2 separate regions of the Rattus norvegicus genome follow, and region 1 is linked to region 2. A link is a contact called in public Hi-C data. All regions are on one chromosome and are shown on one strand. Each heading gives the region's core, a stretch centred on a gene start, on an enhancer-like site or on the middle of the called end of the contact. The rest is flanking DNA. Distances are from core to core; before and after follow the strand shown.

Region 1 (3,622 bases), core at 405-2,904, 320 kb after region 2:
AGGGCTTCTGGATTCTTAAACCGCCTTGGGCAGGCGGTAGCATCACCAACTATTTCTCTCTCCTTATACCCTAATGGGGGCAGGGCTTGGTGCCTTACCCAGCCACTCAGCCTCTGCTTGGGGATCAGTGTCCATTCATACGGGGAATGAGCAGTCACCAATGGCCAGGTACAGACCAGTGCTTAGAAGACAGTTTGAAATCCATTCCCACTCTGACAAGGCTCTTCTCTACTCAAGTATGGCTCTGGTCATTTGGTGACCTCCTTAAGCGTTTGGGTGTTCACTGGGAATCCTCTGGGGGAAATGTGGTCTCACAGGATTGCTGCTCTTTTCCCGGAAGGGACATACATGACCTTTCTGACTCAGATGAGCGTAGAGAAGCCTGCTGTCAGCCTGCTGTTGCTCCATCCACCTCCGGCAGATCTGTGGATAGCTCAGCGAACCTCCATTATCGTCCGTAAGGTAGTCCAATTCAAACTGTGAAATTTAAATATAGTGTATGCTGGGCAGCTTCTAAGATTTATCTCTGCAAATCTTCACCAGGAATCTGAAGGAGGCTCCATGGCCGCTACTGAAACTTGAGGTGTGTGTGTGTGTGTGTGTGTGTGTGTGTGTGTGTGTGTGATGACTCACATGGCCTCCCAGCTACTAAATGGGGGAGCCAGGACTCCAACTGAGCAAGCCTGACTCCAAAGTTAATGGTATACATGGGTCTAAGAGAGACCCAACAGCAACTGGTTATAAATCACAAGAGGTTGAATTCCAAAGAGAGGAGGGAGGCCTCACACAGCTTTGGCAAAGCCAAAGATGGGAGCTCAGACATCCTAACGGCCATTTCTTTGCACATCCAGTTGGGCCCCTTCATCTTCTAGCTTGGTGATAGCGATGACAGGTCTGTCCTAAGGGTTACAGACAGTAGGTTGTTTATGCTGTCTGGCCCCCTAAATTAAACACCGTTTTAAAAGAAATCTCGTCTCAGGAGACAGCCTGTGACTGTCAGCTCATGAGGTGAAGGGCTGGGGAGTGGGGTGGGGAGTGTGGGGGGGTATTAGTAAATTCAAGGTCGCAAAGCCCCCCCACCTGCCTATGCACCTTAACACCAGGTTCTCCCACAGAGGTTGGAGGCCAAGTAAGGCATGGAGTGTTCATCTTGACTCCAGATGCCAGCTCAGGCCAGCGACAAGGAAGAGATGAGGTCCGCAGTGACCAGGGTGGGGGTGGGGGGACGCGCGGATGTGGAGGACAGGTGTCTACTTGGGAGCCTCCCTGCTGCTCAGCGGCAGGTCTCCAAGCCCTGTGGGAGGCCGGGGTCAGAGGTGTCTGGGACTCCCACACTCGGGTCGCGGTTCTCCTATGGCGGGAGCCGGGGATGCAGCAGCTCCGCCCGGGGACAGAAACCAGAGGGAGGGCACCCTGCCCCAGGCCCCAGAGGCTTTGTGTGTTTGGAGCTAGAGCCCGCACTTCCCTTCCCCTCCTCCTTCCCGCTCTCTTTCTCCCGGACCTAAGTCCCAGTGGTGGTTCCAGCAATTAGCACGCGAGGAGGGGGGCGGCAGGGGGCGGGGGTGGCGGCGGCTGCGGGAGGCGAACCCCCCCCCCATCCTTGCCACCGGCCGCGCTTCCGCCAGCGCTGCCTTCGTGCGCCACCTACAGGACATCCAGGAGCACTGCCGCGTCTGCCTGAGCTGTTCCTAGGCAGATCTTGATCTTCCGTGGACAATAGACAATGGGATTTTTTTTTTCCTGAACAATGATTTATTTTAGGGGGTGGGGACAAGGAGGAAGGAGGGAGGAAGGGAAGGAGCACTGTGTTTGTCATCGCTTTAGAAAAGGGAAAAAAAATCTCTGTTCTGTCATTGTTTCTGCATATCCATTATATGGAGGACAAAAGAATCAGGTCCTGGAACAACAAAGCCAAAGGAAATGTTTTCCGTGGCTGACATTTAATTGTGAGCACAAGGTGCTGCATTATCATGGGAAGAGACTGCAGAATGAAGTAGGGGCATAGGCTGGCTTCAAAAGCCTGGGTTCTTTGCTTTAACGTGTCCCATTTTGTATGGCCTCAGAGAGCCCCACTCGGATGGCACGTTACACACAATTCCACAATTCTATAGTTTTTCAACCCTCCACAGGGATTCCTTGTGGATCATTTCACAGCTCCTCCAGAGTCTGCTCTTTTGCAGCTAGCAGGGACAGTCAGCTTTTCTTCACAGCCTTCATAAGAATCCTTAATAAAAGAATCTACACACACACACACACACACACACACACACACACACACACACACACCCGCTGCCCCACTAGAGTTGTTGGAGACGACTCTGAGAACTTAGCTCCAGTCTGTCATTTTAGAGATGAGAGAGGTGAAGTGCTTATCCAAAGTCACGCAAGTAATTAGAGATAAAAGGCAGGACCAGGTCTGCTTAAGGTAGGACCAATCTGCTTTGCTCACCCCTGCCTTTTGCTGTTTTGATGCCCAGCAACCCCTGACCTGACCAGCTCACAGTCATGGTCTCCTCCTTTCTGGCAGCCATTGAGCTTCCTTGCAGGAAGATGGGCGATAAGGGAAGGGTTGGGACCAAAGGGCTTCCTAGCTCGCTGGCAGTCCCCTCCATTTATTTCTCCTTTACACAATGAAGGGGGCAGCATTGTTTGGTTCTTCATTTTTTTTTGTTATGATAATATGTAAAACTGGCTATAGCAATCCATAACTCCCCAGAAACTATTTCTCTTGTGATAGAGGATTTGAACTCCTGTGATTAAGAACAAGGAATGGCTTCCGTGCTTGGGATTCTGTTTGGTGGTCTTCTGATAAAAGGGGATAAGTGGCTCCCCCAAAAGCTTCAGTAATGCAAATTTCTTTACAAGACCCTGTAGTAGTAGTAGTAGTAGTAGTAGTAGTAGTAATAATAAAAATCTTAGGGGAGATGCACACAGTTGGTCATGTGCTAAGAAACAGAGACATTTTTCTTGTACCACCTTGCAAGAACATCCCACAACAGCTACCGTTGCCTTCAAAGTCTTCCTGTGTCACACTGAGCACAGAAGAGTTTCAGTCGTAAATGAGCAACTCAGTACACGTCTCTGCACATCCAAAATAAGCCAGCCTCGAAAGCAGCCGGTGTGCTTTATAGATTGTTCAGCCTGTTTAACGCAAACAGACCCACCTCGCAGTCCGCAGACAACTAGTCAACAAGCAGGAAAAATTTCCAAACAAAAGACCAGAACATTCCCGAACTCTTTTTAAACTGTCTTCCAAGAGCCGGGGAAGAAAACACCAGGTTGGCAGGCAGTGCCTGAACCTTTCAGTTGGGCTTTCGAACTTTAAGAACATTGGTTTATGCAGGGACCATGTGACAGGGTAACAGGGAGCCTAGATCTCTAAATCTTGTTTTCCTTTGTGTCATCCTCCGTCCACCCCCTCCCAGCTGGTGATTCACCCTGTCTCTGCAGAGACATCCACAGTTCGGTGATGGTCTATGTGGCAACTTCATGCTGTGCCTTAAGGATTCTGTGCAAATCGAGTGTGATCAACTGAGGTAACAGAGGTTGAAAGATCTGTGAGTTGTTCCTTAGATGTGGGACACTATTCCATAGGCTCGAGAGTCTGAAACATGAATATTAT
Region 2 (4,108 bases), core at 1,147-3,646:
TCCAAAGTGAGGCTGGGCACTGTGGCCAGGGGCTGTAGAGGCTCATGGAGGTCACAGAAGCAAATGACCCGCCAACAGAGCTTAAAGATTCCGCCACGTTCCTCTTCCACAGTTTGATTGTAACTGCAGAATTTCCACAGTGCTCCTAGCCCCCTGTGGGCATCCTGCCACAGACACAGAGATAATGCAGACATAAGGTTCTGAATGACAGAATCAGGATTACAGAATATTGGTACAGCTGACTTCTTAAAATGAAGGCTTACAAAAAAAAAAATGGATTTTAGGAACTCTGGAGACCCTGAGAAGTTGTATGTAGAGGGAGGCTTAGAAAGATGGCTTAGGGGTTAAGAGTTTTGTGGGGGGCTTTTGGGGGGGGGGGTTTGGTTTGGTTTGTTTTGTTTTTCAGAAAGCAATCCAAAGCTTTTATTGGATTCTTAGTATGGCTGTTGAATCTCCAGAAGTTTCAAACCAGTCTCCTGCAGGTTACCAAAAAAGATTTGCTGGGAGCATCTGTAAGGTTGTGTGTTTAGGTCTAGAAAACCCCTCGTGGGCAGCTTTGCAGTCTAATCTTTTGGAGCTCTAGGCTGCACTAATGAATATTAATGAATTACAGTCTCCAATCCGAGAGACACCCGTGTGTTCTGCTGTAGTGGCCTCTGGGAGACTGAGATGCCACAGAAAGTCACCCAGGAAGCAGGTCACGTGGGGAAGTCCAGGATATTTAAACAGAGAATGAGAAAAGTGAGGGACAGGAAGGGCGTGGCTCCCCCTTAATAGTTGATGGTCCCCTAGTAGGAAAAGAACTCCATTTAACCTTCGTAGGTCGGACATGAAACTAAGATCATGGGTTACTTATAACAGGGGAAAGAACCCATCTTCTATCTCTGGAGGAGCTGGGGGAAAATAGATTAAGTTTCCCAGTGGCCTCCTGAGGCTAATGAGCTTCCTGTCGCTCGAACTTTCCCTAACCAGGCTACGCATTCATGTGCCGGGTATTTGTAAAGGTATTTCTTTTATGAGTGGAAGGCAGGAGAAAATGACTTCTGCGATTACTTCTAATGCTATGATCCATCTATTAAGGTTTCCTGTCTCTCCTTAGCATTTCTTAGTCAAGGATTCACATATATTTTCCATGTGTGGAATAGACAGGCACTCAGGGCAAATCACCTGAAAAACAGAAACGTGACTCTCTAAGTTTTGAGCTTTTCATATTTTGTTAAAGTGGTAGGTACGTGGGTGTGGCCAGCGCACAGGCCCCACACCTGTCACTCTCATGAGTTTCCATGGTTTTATCAGAGGTGGCCCCACCCTCCTCCAAACCTCAGTAAATGTACTGGCCGTGTCATCAATTCCCACTTTACCCTCTCCAGTCTATCCTCTTCAAGTAAGCCCAGCACTAGGGAAGCAGGGGCAGGTGGATCTCTGTGAGTACAAGACCAGGCTGGTCTATATAGTGAGTTCCAGGCCAGCCAGGGCTATACAGAAAAACCTGTCTCTAAAAAACAAACAAACTAAAACCCCAAAGCCAAAAACAAAAACAAAAACCTATCCTTCCCCCCAAAACAACAACAACAACAGAAGAAAAGTCATATCATGCTGTTCTGTCTAAATTTCTACAGATTTTCACATTCATCGAAGTTAAATTTGTCACAGGGCTTAGGAAATGCTGGTTGGCCTGATGTCTCCAAAGTCCTTTGGGCCCATCCTCTCCTGTACCAGAGCGCCCTTGCAAATATGGCCTGCCTACTCTGAGGTTCCCTATCTGTTCAGAGGGGCAGACTCAGCTCCAGGTGGGACCCTGCCTCCCTCCCAGCTCTTTCTCTCACTTTCATCTGTTCTGTCTTTATGGTGCTCCCCCTGTCATAGTTCATAGCCCCCTCACCTTGTACGCCTCCCCGTGGGTCACCTTCTCCACAGGAGTACAGACTCAGAGGTCGTGACCTTGCCTGCTATCCTTTCTTATGTGTCTCAGTGTCAGCCAACATCTGAGGGTTTTCCAGGAAGTACTGGAGAAAGGAAGGGAAGAGTGAATGAGCGCTTTCCTCTGCGAGTCTGTTCCCGGGGAAGGTGTATGTAGCCATGAAGATGTTCTTCTCCTGAGTCCTAAACATGACTATTTACTCACTCAGGCTTCCTCCTTTTGGAAGTGCTATACAGATCAGAAGCCCAAGAGGATTTTGGAATGACCCTCAAGAAGATCCTTCACAAAACTGAAATCCTAAGATTAGAGAGAGAAAGACCCTGCTGGAACCCTGAGCTTCTTCCCCTGAACCTTACGGCAAAATCCCAAACGGTCCCGATCTGAAGACAATCTCCCCACTCCACCCCACACACACACCACCGGGGCTCTCAGAAAACATCCTGGGAGCAAGGAACACGAGCTTCTGAGATGGGTGACTGAAGAGGTGGGAGAGACTCCTTCTCTGGAGTTCTTTAAAAATAGAGCAGCCATCTGGGATAGTTTAGATACGGCCTCAGCAAAAGGCGGGGGACTGGAGGGGGGTGGAAGATCTGAAGCTCATCTCCTCATCTTGGATTTTCTGATATTTCATTTTCACGTTTTACTCACGGCAAAAGTCCGGAAGGAGCTAGAAATTCACCTTTTCTTTTCAACCAAACATCCCATTTTGTTTCCAAGGGAATTCTACTGTGTCAGTAACCCCTGTGCTTCAGATGCGTGATTTGAATGCCACGGCTTTTTTTGTTTTGAAGGAAGTTTGGATAAAACTTAGCTTCCATTTTCTCTTTCCTAGAGAGGGAGCAAAGGCAGTTACGATGGGAAACATGTTTAGCCGCTAGGAAGTGATTATTGGAGACGTGCAAATCTAGGCTTGGGTCCTGGCCACCCCACTGGAAAGGACAGAGCAGGAGGAAACAGTGGCTGAAGGAACTTGGCTAGGATCCTGTGGAACATTCCACACCCGGACCTGTTGCAAGAGGTTAAGCCTTGGAAGCCTCGTTTGCTGTAACCATTGCTTCTCCATTTTGTTTGTTTGATGGAATTAAGCTCAATAAAGTCAACGTGTGTAAACAACAGGGAGTGTGTTTTTCTGACACGAAGTCATTTTCTGATTTGTTCTTGTTACTTCTGCTTTTTGCATCAAAACTTCACTGTCAAAAAAAATAATGAATTTTAAGACATAGAAGGTCACATTTTACTATTTTTACCATAGAGGCCACACTAGGGGAAAAAAAGAGCTTGTTAAATTTGTTTCTCAGCAGTATTTGCATGCCCTGTTTTTTTTTAAACCCAAATAAACTTGATTGTGATTATCAAATACATTAATTTTAAAATGCTCATTACAAGCACTCCTGTACACAACAGACTAACGCCCAGTCTGAGACAAGTTGTTTATCCTTAAAGAACACAAACAGCTTCTAACGATGACATTAAGTCAGCTCAGAGTGTTCATTGCAGAGGACCAGACCTCAGTTTCCAGAACTCATGTCAGGTGGCTGACGACTGCCAGCTCCTGGAGGTTTAACACCCTCTTCTGATCTCTAAGTATATGTCTATATAAACTCATAGAGACTCACACAAAACCTAAATAATGAAAATAACCCATAATAAATATTGCCATAAGTCAGATCAAAGGGTCTTCACAAAATCAGATTTGGAAATTGATCTTATCATGTCACATGATTTCGGTCACACACCTATAATCTCTCCTCCCCTGATTGGTCCTGGGACAAGGGCTGAGTGTCTCTACATCTGTTCTACTGTGGCTGTGAGCATTGTGCTGGAATATCAGAGCTTCAATATCCGAGGGTCAAAGGCAGAAATAAGGATTCCCTGAGGTAGTTATTTTCTTTGTTTTGTTCTATTTGTTTGTTTGTTTGTTTCCTCCTCCGCCTCTTCCTCCTCTTCCTCCTCTTCCTCCTCTTTCTCCTCCTCTTCCTCCTCTCCCTCCACCTCCTTCCCTGTCATTTAACATAAGCTGGGATCACCTGGGAGGAAGGAACCTCAACTCAGAAAATGCCTCTATCAGATTGGCTTGCAGGCAAGCAAGCCTATGGGGTACTTTCTTGATTAATGATAGATGTGGGAAAGGCCAGCCCACTGTGGGCGGTGCCATCCCTTAACAGGTTTTATTAGAAGCAGGCTGAG

What was found. Hi-C and Micro-C count contacts between places; a contact is called where the count stands out from the background.
Region 1: a Hi-C map of liver shows a contact between it and region 2, with 3 times the contacts expected there. The contact joins two enhancer-like sites. A contact is called at or near these places in 5 of 12 Hi-C or Micro-C datasets (frontal cortex, kidney, liver and 1 more).

What each region holds. Positions count from the first base shown.
Region 1 is chr2:138,380,192-138,383,813 of GRCr8, forward strand. No RefSeq gene overlaps it. Among named protein-coding and RNA genes, the nearest start is that of Foxo1, 81 kb to the right of the region's middle. Within about 2 kb of position 1,655, at least 35 of the 93 cell types and tissues checked have an H3K27ac peak or open chromatin away from gene starts, as enhancers often do.
Region 2 is chr2:138,063,230-138,067,337 of GRCr8, forward strand. The region is part of intron 1 of Maml3 (mastermind-like transcriptional coactivator 3); the gene reads right to left. Among named protein-coding and RNA genes, the nearest start is that of Mgst2, 220 kb to the left of the region's middle. Within about 2 kb of position 2,397, at least 11 of the 93 cell types and tissues checked have an H3K27ac peak or open chromatin away from gene starts, as enhancers often do.